Regions from separate parts of the Mus musculus genome. Here region 2 is linked to region 1. The links are chromatin contacts, called in public promoter capture Hi-C maps. All regions are on one chromosome and are shown on one strand. Each heading gives the region's core, a stretch centred on a gene start, on an enhancer-like site or on the middle of the called end of the contact. The rest is flanking DNA. Distances are from core to core; before and after follow the strand shown.

Evidence for each region. Capture Hi-C pulls out chosen DNA fragments and counts their contacts.
Region 2: a contact with region 1 is called in a promoter capture Hi-C map of liver. The contact joins two enhancer-like sites. A contact is called at or near these places in 1 of 39 promoter capture datasets (pre-B cells), 5 of 484 Hi-C or Micro-C datasets (CD4 T cells, differentiating embryonic stem cells, nephron progenitors and 1 more), 3 of 115 datasets of contacts at active chromatin or transcription factors (double positive thymocytes and embryonic stem cells) and 3 of 9 other capture datasets (adipose tissue, liver and pancreatic islet).

Annotation. Positions count from the first base shown.
Region 1 is chr6:48,407,604-48,412,694 of GRCm38.p6, reverse strand. It overlaps Krba1 (KRAB-A domain containing 1), which reads right to left. Exons shown (of 18, transcript NM_001347152.1): 8 at 4,873-5,022; 9 at 3,969-4,166; 10 at 3,352-3,525; 11 at 2,801-2,977; 12 at 901-1,053; 13 at 269-421. Among named protein-coding and RNA genes, the nearest start is that of Gm38803, 12 kb to the left of the region's middle. Within about 2 kb of position 2,189, at least 38 of the 459 cell types and tissues checked have an H3K27ac peak or open chromatin away from gene starts, as enhancers often do. A contact at or near this core is called in liver, where this site is marked.
Region 2 is chr6:48,490,834-48,496,073 of GRCm38.p6, reverse strand. Sspo (SCO-spondin) reads right to left here. Exons shown (of 103, transcript NM_173428.4): 85 at 4,912-5,240; 86 at 4,498-4,665; 87 at 3,846-3,976; 88 at 3,467-3,591; 89 at 3,165-3,211; 90 at 2,654-2,932; 91 at 2,171-2,329; 92 at 1,886-2,002; 93 at 1,112-1,250; 94 at 764-966. Among named protein-coding and RNA genes, the nearest start is that of 1700026J14Rik, 44 kb to the left of the region's middle. Within about 2 kb of position 2,628, at least 17 of the 459 cell types and tissues checked have an H3K27ac peak or open chromatin away from gene starts, as enhancers often do. A contact at or near this core is called in liver, where this site is marked.

The DNA of each region.
Region 1 (5,091 bases), core at 940-3,439:
TTCTACCCACTGCAAAGACTAAATAGCAAGGTCCTGCTAGAGCCACCTACAATCCACAGCAGGTGTACCTGTTAACACCAGCAGCATCTCCACTGCAGAGACCCCCCATAGGTACACCAAACAGCATCCTATTCTTTCTGTCTGCGTCTATAAGCCGTGCAAGGAAAGGAAGATAGGACAGAAATAGAAAAACAGAGACGGGAAGGCTATTGGCTTGACAAAAACTAACTGGAGGGAAATTATGATGTATATCCTGAAGGTAGCTCACCCTCTTGTGGCCATTGCCATGTTCCTGGCCTGGTGGTCACTTGGTGGCAGGTGGAAGTACAGGTCTGTGGACTGTCTTGATGCAGACTCCTGCTGGGCACTTCTCCAGGACGCTGTCTGAGGTGGGGTGGCTCAGAGGCCTCACCTCTCAGTCCTGTTTTAATGAGAAGAGTCCTGGTAGTCCTACGGTACCTCATCCTGCCACAGAATGGACAGAATTTCTGCCACTGCCAGGCTTTTAGCACACAAGCTTCAGGTGTGGGAATGGCCTTGCTTGGTTGCTGCACCAACCCAAGCCATATGGAATCTCAGGAGGTATAAAATTTAGTGCCCAGACAACAGGGCATAATACAGCCATGTCAGAACACTTGGTCAGCAAAGCTCTGGCTCAGTGGAGCAGCAGACAGTAGTTCTGGGCCTCTATGCCCTGGACTCTGCACTCTGCCTATCGCTCCTGCACATGTCGGGAAGTGACTATCCATCTGCCTGCCTGCCTCAGGGCTCTGGCCAAGCTGGTTTCAGAGCATCCTCTCAGCTCAGCTGAGATCTGAGGGCTGCTTGCCGCTGCCAAAGCCAGTGTAGGATAGGAGCGACTGCTCTTCTCTCAAACACCCACAAATACCATTTTGTTACCTTCTCTGTCTCCAGTCCAGTTCCTGGGCTCTGTTCTCTTCAATCCCCTGTTGACAGCCGAGGAGCATGGCCAGGCAGCCTGTGGCCTGGGAATAGGGATCTCTCTCAGGCAGTTCTCCAGGCCTTGGAGTGGAGAGTTTCCTGGTAGATAGCCTGTGAAGGTCAAACATGAACAGTCTATGATGGGTTGCCAGTGCTCTGTGAATCCCTGCAGCCTGCCTCTCAGTATGACATCAGGTTACAGGAAGTCTAATTTTTCCACAGGTTTCAGACACATTGCAGACAGCACTCCTAGCCATACAGTCTTATGTAAATAATATGAACTAGATTATGTGAGGTTCTAGAGGAATAAGGTTAACAGACAGCACTGGCCGCATTCCTTTGTGAGGCACCTCCTGTCTACTCTGGACCTGGGCAGAGGTTGTAAGCAAGGGAGTGTCATGTGGGGCTAATGTAATGTAGCATTGCATAGCTTAGAAGTAAAAGCCACAGCAGACAAAGGTGCTTGGCACAAGTCTAAGTACACAGGAGTTTGATCTCCAGAACACTATGGTGTTGGAAGATTTAGAACTGACTCCTGGAAGTTGTCTTCTACCATATATATGCCATGATACACACACAGGGGTAGGGGGAGGCTGAAAGTTGAAGGGCATTTGAATTGTATACTGTGGGTGGGGGGTAAGGGTTAGGGCTGGGGAGGGGGAGGGGTTGCCTCAATAGGACTCATGAAGAGGAAAAAAAGCAGGCTCCATAACAAAAGTAGTCTCCTGAACTTGCAGTAAAATGTTACTTAGCTTTTCTACGTATGTGCCAGACAAAAGCAAAGAAAGCCACCCTGCCCCGATTAAGCAGTGTTTGGAAAACCAGCAGAATCTTTGATCAGGCAAGAATAGGACACACATAAGCATGTGACCTACTCAGCTGGTGCTGGTCTTCAGTTTCAGCTCTGCTGCTTTAATAGCTGTGCAGTGCGACAAGCCAAGCTTGACATTGATCCTGCTGTTGACTTAGAGCCACATAAATCAGGAGCTTGGTAGGTGTGGGTTTGGGGACTGTGAGAAAATGTAGCTCTCCACAGTCATCCACAATGCCCGAAGGAAGCCCTGGCAGGCTGGTTTTACTCATCAGGGGAAACTAAAATGAGTCACTCTTTAAGCTGCCATGTCACGGATGCAGATGTCAATTTTACATTTCTAGGTCTTCCCATTAACAACAGATGTGGCCAGGGCACAGATGGGCAGATGAAGTGGGTATCCAACATAGGACAAGGCAGACATGATTGTTCCAAGAGGGAAGGCAAAGGTAGATGCTGAGAGAGCTCTGTAAAATCCCCAAGTTTGGTCTGGAGAGATGGCTCAGCAGCTAAGAGCATGACTGCTCTTCCAGAGGTCCTGAGTTCAATTCCCAGCAACTACATGATGGCTCACAACCTTCTGTAATGGGATCCGATGCACTCTTCTGGTTTGTCTGAAGACTGCAACAGTGTACTCACATATATAGATTAAATCTTTAAAAATAAATCCCAAAGTTGCCAAGACAGACTTCCTCTGGCAGGGCCCAGGGAAGTACATGATACTGAGTATAACTCTGAAGGCGGTCTTCTGTGGTTCTCACTCTACTTCCCCTAAGTTGGAGGTCAGTTAGTATTATAGACACTTCTTTTTGTCTGGAATAGGGAAGTATTTACACTAAGGGAAATTAAGGACACATGGCCAGTCATTGTCCTATCCTCTCTGAGCTAAGTCACCACAACAGAACCTCTCACTCTGCCAAGACAAGTCCTGGGTCTGCTTCTGTGTCGGAATTCCCGCTCTTCTTTTGGTGCTAGAGCAGAGGTAACAGTGGACAAGGACCTTGGACTCCTTCCCAGAGGACTACAACCTCAGCTGGACCAGCTCACCTTTCCCAAGCCGTTGCCCCTGGCTGCTCCTGGGGCTCCTGAAATCCAGATCCCCATCACTGCTGCTGGCTGAGGAGAAGCTGGTAGGGGTACCCTGGGAGCCACAGGGTTGAACCCCAGGTCCTTCTCTCATGTAGCCCTGCAAGCTCAGAGGCAGAAGTGGCTCCCTTGTAGCTTCTGCAGAGAGAAGAATAATTGGGTCAAGTCAGAGCCTGCTGGAGAAATCCTTGGGCCTTAGAGTATATGGCACCAGGACACCTAGCCCAGAGATCCCCTCCCACTTCCGGGGTTTCCCATGGCACTGATGAAAAGTCTATCTAGCACCCCCTCTCTGCCCCCTGCAAGTACTCTTGGGAATAAGGAGAAGTCCTCAGAGCAGGGAAAGTAGGTGGTAGCATTTGATTCTCAGCAAACCTGGATAGCTATTTGGGGGAAGGCATGAGGCAGGGGTTAGGAAAGAAGGACATATACTTGAGGAGGCCCAGAGAGAATGATGACCAGCATCTTCCTCCTGTGTGGACAGGAATATCTGTTAACCCAGGCCCAAGTACCTTCACTGTGAGATCCTTGTTGCTGTAGCTCAAACCTCTGAGACCCGGCATCTCCTAGCTGAGGACTTCTGGACCATGAGATGGCTAGTGACTGAAGAGGTGATGACCCACCTGGAGGGATGCCCTTCAGACAGGCCTCCAGAGCTTCTAGGGGTGAGCTTGAGGCCCTGCTGGCTGGACAAGAGAGGCCACCTTATCATCTTATCTTGCTGGGCTCTGGCCTGCTTGTCAGACCCCAGCTTGGCCCTTGGCTGGCCTGTCCACAGCCTGCTTCTAGAGCAGGCTCCAAGGATGTGATAAGCAGGAAAGCCTCTAGTGAGGAACTTTGAATGTGTTTTCCGCTTCTGAAGAAGGAATGAAGCTGACCCCAACTCTGAGGAGAAGGGTGGAGCCCACATGCAGTGGTCAGCTTTTATAGCCAGGACCTCACTGCCAAAGGAAGGTCCTGAAACCAGAGGGCTGCCTGCACACGGGCATGGATTAAGAACATGGACTACAGTGTAACAGCTTGGGAGGAGAGGCAGGGAAAAGGATCCTTAGCTGAAAGAGAAGCAGGTACTTGTGGGCTTTGGAACTCATTCCCATGGGAATATGTGGGTAGATAACCCAGAACTTACCTAGAGTCATGGGGCCCCAGCGGGGCACACGGACCTCTCTGTTGTCTCCAGTGGAATAGGAGCTATAGCCTTGCCTGCTAAGCTGGCAGGATGCTGGCACTGGGGGACTCTGGGCCCAGCCATCTTCTACCTTCACCGTGGCAAGCATACTGCCAGCTTCATGACTAGGGTGGGGAGGAGTCTGGAGGTGTCTCATCCCTGCGGGAGAGGTGATTGCTGGGGAGCCTTGATTTCAGGCTTGGACTTCCCTAAGTTCTGAGACGCTTCTCTTTATAAGGTTACAAGGGACTTTCAAGGCTCCTCTACTTCCATAGCAGTCACTGGCTCTGGGTATAATCACCACCTCTCCCAGCCCTGGGTGCTGCAGAGCTTTCTAAGAGATTTTAAATATGAATCCCTTCCTGGTTAGCAACAAGTCAGATTTTGCTTCTCATGAAGCAGGCTTGGCTCAAGCCCACCCTCTCTAAGCTCCCAAGGCTGTGTTCTGAGGAATACAAGCTTACTGATGAACTGACAAATGATCTCAATCCAAATAAATGTACCTGCTAGGATCCCCAACCTCCAGTCATAGCGCCTAGGCTGCACACAGGACAACAGGAATCCCCAGTCACAACAACAGCCTACTGTGTTAGAACTCTTACCCTCTAGTTCACTTCTCTCTACTGCCCCAGTATCCCTTGTAGAAGGTTCTGGTACTTTTACCTCCTCTAACAAGAGCACTGACTAGGGATCTCCCACTGCTTTGCTCTTTGTACAGTGATGAAATCCAATGGGTCCTCTGACTAACACGCTGCTACAAGGCATCAGATTTTGTTGTGGGGGGCCACACAGCTGTACTCAGAGCAGGGAAAGCAAGCACATTACATCTAGCTCCCCCACCTCTAAGCCAGTGAGCGGCCTTTACCTCCAGAATGTCTTTTCCCTGGGTCCTCCTGCAGCTGCAAGTCTGATGCTCCTGAGGGGCTGGGACGTCGGTCTGGAGCTTTTGGGATCTCCTTCAGACAGTTCAGCAGGCCCTGAAGGGGACAATCTCCGGATGCTGCCTCTGTCTTCACTAAGGGAAAAGGCACAAGTCTCACTTAAGTTCAGTATCCTCAGTCTCCTGACAGACAGACAAGGATTG
Region 2 (5,240 bases), core at 1,379-3,878, 83 kb before region 1:
ACTGCAAGGGCCAGCAAAGATGGAAGAGTGTGTAAATGCATTATCCTTAATAATAGGAATAGATGAGAATGAAGATTTTCAACTTAAAGGGTCAGCAAATATCTTCAACAAAATTATAGACGAAAACTTCCCAAACCTAAAGAAAGAGATGCCCATGAATATACAAGAAGCCTACAGAACTCCAAAAAGACTGGACCAGAAAAGAATTATCCTTAATATAAGTATAAAGGATGAATTAATAAGGAAGCTATTTTTTCTTTACCTTATGCTATTCCCCAATAATCACACAAAAGAAATAAGATTTATTCAAAACTGCACCTCAATAGCCAAGCAATTATCTACCTTGATCTCCTGCGCTAATCTGGCTCCCTCCCAGGCCCATCCCATGACACTTGCATATTATTATTGACCTGACCCTTTGAACCCCTTCTTCATGGTTCCAGTTCTCCCCATCCTCTTGCTCCGCCCCATCTCCCTCTCTCTTTCCTCTGCTGGCGGACATCCCACCCTATTCACTATTCTGCCCAGCCATTGGTTGATCAGCGTTTATTGACAAGGCAGAGAATACACAGCAAGAACTGTTTACACAAATTTGAGAGAGGAGATTCTTGGTATAAGCATTACAATGCCATGTCGATTGAAACAAGATATGAAGGCAGAGAAATCAGCATGCGAGTAGCCCAAGGGTAAACTTTACCCAGGGTACAAACCATTCTGCCTACAGGCTGTACTCTGCTGTACAACCCCAGACCCAGGCACTCACCAGGACAGGCTTGCAGGTTACACTCTTGCCATTGCTGCAGATCCAGAGCCTGGCATGGTTCACGATCAGGATGTTCCTCACAACTCCTGTGGCGCACCATGGTGCCCTTACCACAGACAGCTGAGCACTCACTCCAAGCTGACCAAGGTCCCAGGACTGGACACTCAAGGTGTGGACACATCAGGGTCCCATTGATGCATGTGCTGTGGACAATGTGCACACCCAAGGGCTCAGTATCCAAGTTGTGACAAACAGCTTTCATTCCCCAGCATTGCCCATGGCCTTGACCTGCCCCCATGTCACCCATCCAAAGCCCTTATAGCCTGGCTTAGCAGCATGGCAGCATACCAATTATGGCAGTCCAGCTGGACCACCTGTGTGGGGGCCAGCTCCCACGAGGCATTGGCACTGGGCAGGCCACAGCGGCAAGAGGAGATGGGGACACAGTGTCCATCCTGCACTAGCTGACCAGGGGGACATCGGCAGCCTGTGAGAGGCAAGCAAGATTCACTGCTTTAAAAAGACGTGAAAGTGTGGAAGGGCAATTTACTGTTAAGGAGGAAAGGGGTCAGGAGGAAAGATGGAAGAATGAAGAAAAGGAATGGTGAGGAAAGGGGGAAGTACGGTGTGTACGTTACGAAGATGTGACCCATTATCTTGTACAAAATTAATACATGCTAATAAAAAGGTTATAAAATCCTGCATTTGAGCAAGGTTTACATAATGGGTCCCTTCAGCAGCTAGACTGGATCCAAAGCTGCTCTCACCCTCTGGCCATGCGCGGGAGACATCTCTGTGCCCTATACAGCACATTGTTTTGAGACAGGATCTTGCTATGTAACCTAGGCTGGCCTTAAATTCAAAATGTATCCCAGGCTCAAACTCATAGCAATCTTCATGTCCCAGGCTCTCAAATGACACACAATTACAGATGTGTGTCACCACAGCGGGCAACCCAGCAGGCTTTGATGGAGCCACTAGGAGGGACTCAGAGTGGTTGCTGGAAGGACTTACTTTCTTGCCCTGTCATGATCAATAGCCTGACCTTTTCCTTACCCTACCTGTGCTCCTATGGTGAACAGGTTCTGGGCAATGGCAATGCAGATTCCCCAGGCCAGATACCTGGGCTGCAGGGTCCCTGTAAACACTGAACACCATCCCAGAGGTCAGCACAGCTGCGAGGACACTGGTTGGCACAGTCAAGGGTAAACACCGTGTCCCTGGTCTCACAACTCTCTCCTGTCCAGAAGTAAAAGTGTGAACTGGGGACACTCTTGCCCACCCCACCCCCAGCAGACCCTCTCTTCCACTCTAAACCACCAGAGCAGGGGATTGGTGCAATCCCCCTCAGGGGCCATTTCCAATGTTCCAGTCTCCATACCCTTGGGATGCTGGGATACTGGTTACCTGGGCAAGATCCCATATTGCAGCTTTCTGTTTGAGCCCATGGTCCAGGGCATTCTCCCGCAGAGGTGTCTCTTGCCACTCTCCAGCGCAGCTTGAATCCTCCACTGCAGGGCATTTGGCAGGGGCTCCAAGGTCCCCAAGGTCCCCATTGGCACGTGTCTGGGAAGGGAAAATTACAATGGAAATCAGTGGCTCAGGCCTCACCTGCCTCAGGCAGTGCCTCACCCGCAGGCGTTGTCTCCTCCCCTTAGAAAAATGCCCCAACACCCTTCACAACCCTTTTGTTGTTGTTTTTGTTTTCCCCAACTGCTACTGTTACTCCACCAAGTCTCACATCCAGTCTGCCCTGGAGGCAAGCAAAAAGGAGGCTTAGCAGGTTGTCTCACTCCTAACAATGAAATGAACCTGTGACTAGCCCCATCAAGACGACCCCCTGCTGCTAGGCCAACCCATCCTGTCTACTGGCCTGCATCCCTCATTTACCATTGCAGGCTCCGGGGTCAGGGCAGAGGCGTTGCTGGCTGAGAGGCACAGTACAAAGAGCAGGATCTCCTGCCCAGGGCCTCCTCGTCTCAGGGTCCAAGCAGAGGCGGTGCCGGTACTGCTCTGAAGCCAGCAGAGTGACTGAGGGTGGAGGGAGGTCTGATGTGTTCAGAGGCCAGTGCCCCTCCAGGGCAGTCCTGGAGGCAGGGGCTAGGGCACTTTGGGGCAGGCAGGGCCCACAAGGTGACCACTCTGACCATCCAGTCAGAGGCAGAAGACCTAGAAGGGCAAAGGATTTGTGCTGACCTCAGGAAATCTTCAACCCAGAAAGCCCAGTGGGCAGGCAGGAAGAGCTCAGGGTCACGATCAATAGGAAAGACTAAGAAAGGTGTCAGGGCAGGACAGGGTACTATTTGTCTAGGATTGTCCTGGCCTTAGCAATGCAAGCTCCATGTCCTGAAGTCCCCCAGCCCTGGGCTAACAGGGACAGGTCTCCTAAGGCCAGGATTACCTTCGCACCCTTGGCTGGAACACTGCAGCTCTCCCCTCCGGCAGACGCTGTAGGAGGAACACATCAGCATGGGCTTTTGGAAATAGGGATCTGCTGAACTATGTATGGCTCATCAGCCTGAAAGCTGGGTGCTCTGGTGTAAGATGAAAGAGCTTAAAGCTGGGCATCTTGGGTCACTTGCTCTCAGGTTGGCTTCTGTGGGTTGGGTGCCCTTGCCCCCAACCCCTTCTACCCCTCTTTCCCCTGTGGGTTGGGTGCCCTTGCCCCCAACACCTTCTACCCCTCTTTCCCCTGTTACTCACCATTCCTTACAGCCCAGCTGCAAGCGGTCCCCAGGGGCCAGGGTCACCCTAGCTCCCTCGCCTGAGATATGCCAGCAGTTACACTGCTCTGGGAGAATGCAGCTTCCAGCCTGCTCCAGCAGGCCCTGTGCAGAAGGAAAAATCAGGACATCTTGGGGCTGCGAAGGGACCACTGTCACCTACGTGCCCTGTACCATGCTGGCTTCTTGCAGTGCACTTATGTGTGGTGACAAGGTGGGGAGATGTTCCCAGCATAGAAGCAACGTGCTCCCTACTGGAAAACACCCTAGAGAGGGGAGCAGGGAGGGGAGGTTGCGGGGAGGGGGGTGTTGGGCAGAACACTCCCTTCTTGAGTGTCTCACCATCTTCTAGAACTCACCTTGGGGCAGTAGCAGCCAGGCTGGCAAGGTGGTAAGTCCTGGCAAAGACGATGGTTCAGATGTGTGGCACAGAGCCCAGCACAGGGGGAGCCACAAGACTGGAACTCAAATGGAGGTGGGCAGCTGTCCTCTGGAAGGACAGGGAGGAATGGTGGTGGAGAGACAGCCCGCCGGGCACCATTTCCCACAAAACAGAGCAGATCAACATGATCCCGGTGACACCTTTGAGAGGTGATAGACACTGCAAGGCTGTCCTTCTGCTGCCTGTCCAGGCTATTGTCCCTGACTTTCCCCTGCATAGCTCATGTGCCCCAGGAGGAATCAGGATGATTGGGCCCCAAGATCCAGGAAGCTACAAAGAGGAGGGACTGTGGGAGTCAGAATTATGGTGGCTACTCCAGGGTGGGACACAAAGGGACAAGATGAGGGACAGCTTCAACAGAAGCCAGATGAGATAACCTGTCTCTAAGGGGTTAAAACAAGGTGATAAAAGCACAGCTGTCAAGTGGGGAATCACAGTGAGGAAGGCAGCTGGCAGGTGGGACAGGGCAAGTGTGACTCTGTTCTCAGGGCAAGGGGCAGTGCAAACCCTGGGCATTTGTACTGAGCCTCTTCCCACTCGGCTCCTTGACCTCTCATTCCCGACCTTACCTGAGCAGTTGCCAATGGTACAAGGCCTGAAGTGGCCATCCAGACGGGTGCAAGGGGTGCCCTCTCCAGCCTGGCCAGGTGCTGGCACCTGATGTCGGTAACGCTGCTGCACCAGGACCTTACAGGAGCAGCGTGTCCAGCTGCTCCAGTCGCCCCACGTGCAGTCGTCTAGAGATGGGCAGGGATGGAGGCTGGGGGTCCCACATCCTCCCCTGTGCCCACACCCTCCCTCCCTTAGCTGGAAAAGGGAAAGAGGAAGTCAAGGCAGGCTAAGAGTACTCCACAAAGGGCTCTGAAGGGAATGATGTAAGTTGTTGTGAAGTAGAAATAGGGACATTTCAGAGAGAGAATCTGGCCTGGGCAAACCTTTATTCCCTGAATTTTCCAAGGAAGAAAAGCAGGGGAACAACTCACCCTGACAGGGCCCTGAGTAGCAGGCCTGGGTGTCCAGGCCTAAGAATGTGTCATTACACTTGGAGTCCTCTTTGGTCAGTAGACAGGGACAGGATCCAGAGCGGGAGGCCAGACCTGTGCCACAGCTGCGGGAACAGGGTCCCCATGGTCCCCAGGAGCACCTTTCTAGCTTCTGCAGGCACAACTGCTGCCCACAGTGCCGGGTCTGGGTGTCTGGGCCCTCGCAAGATAGGCTCCCATGCGGAGGGGCTGACACCGTGCAGGATCGAGTGCGGACCTGGCTTCCCCCTCCGCAAGAGACAGAACAGTAGGACCAGGAGGACCACAAT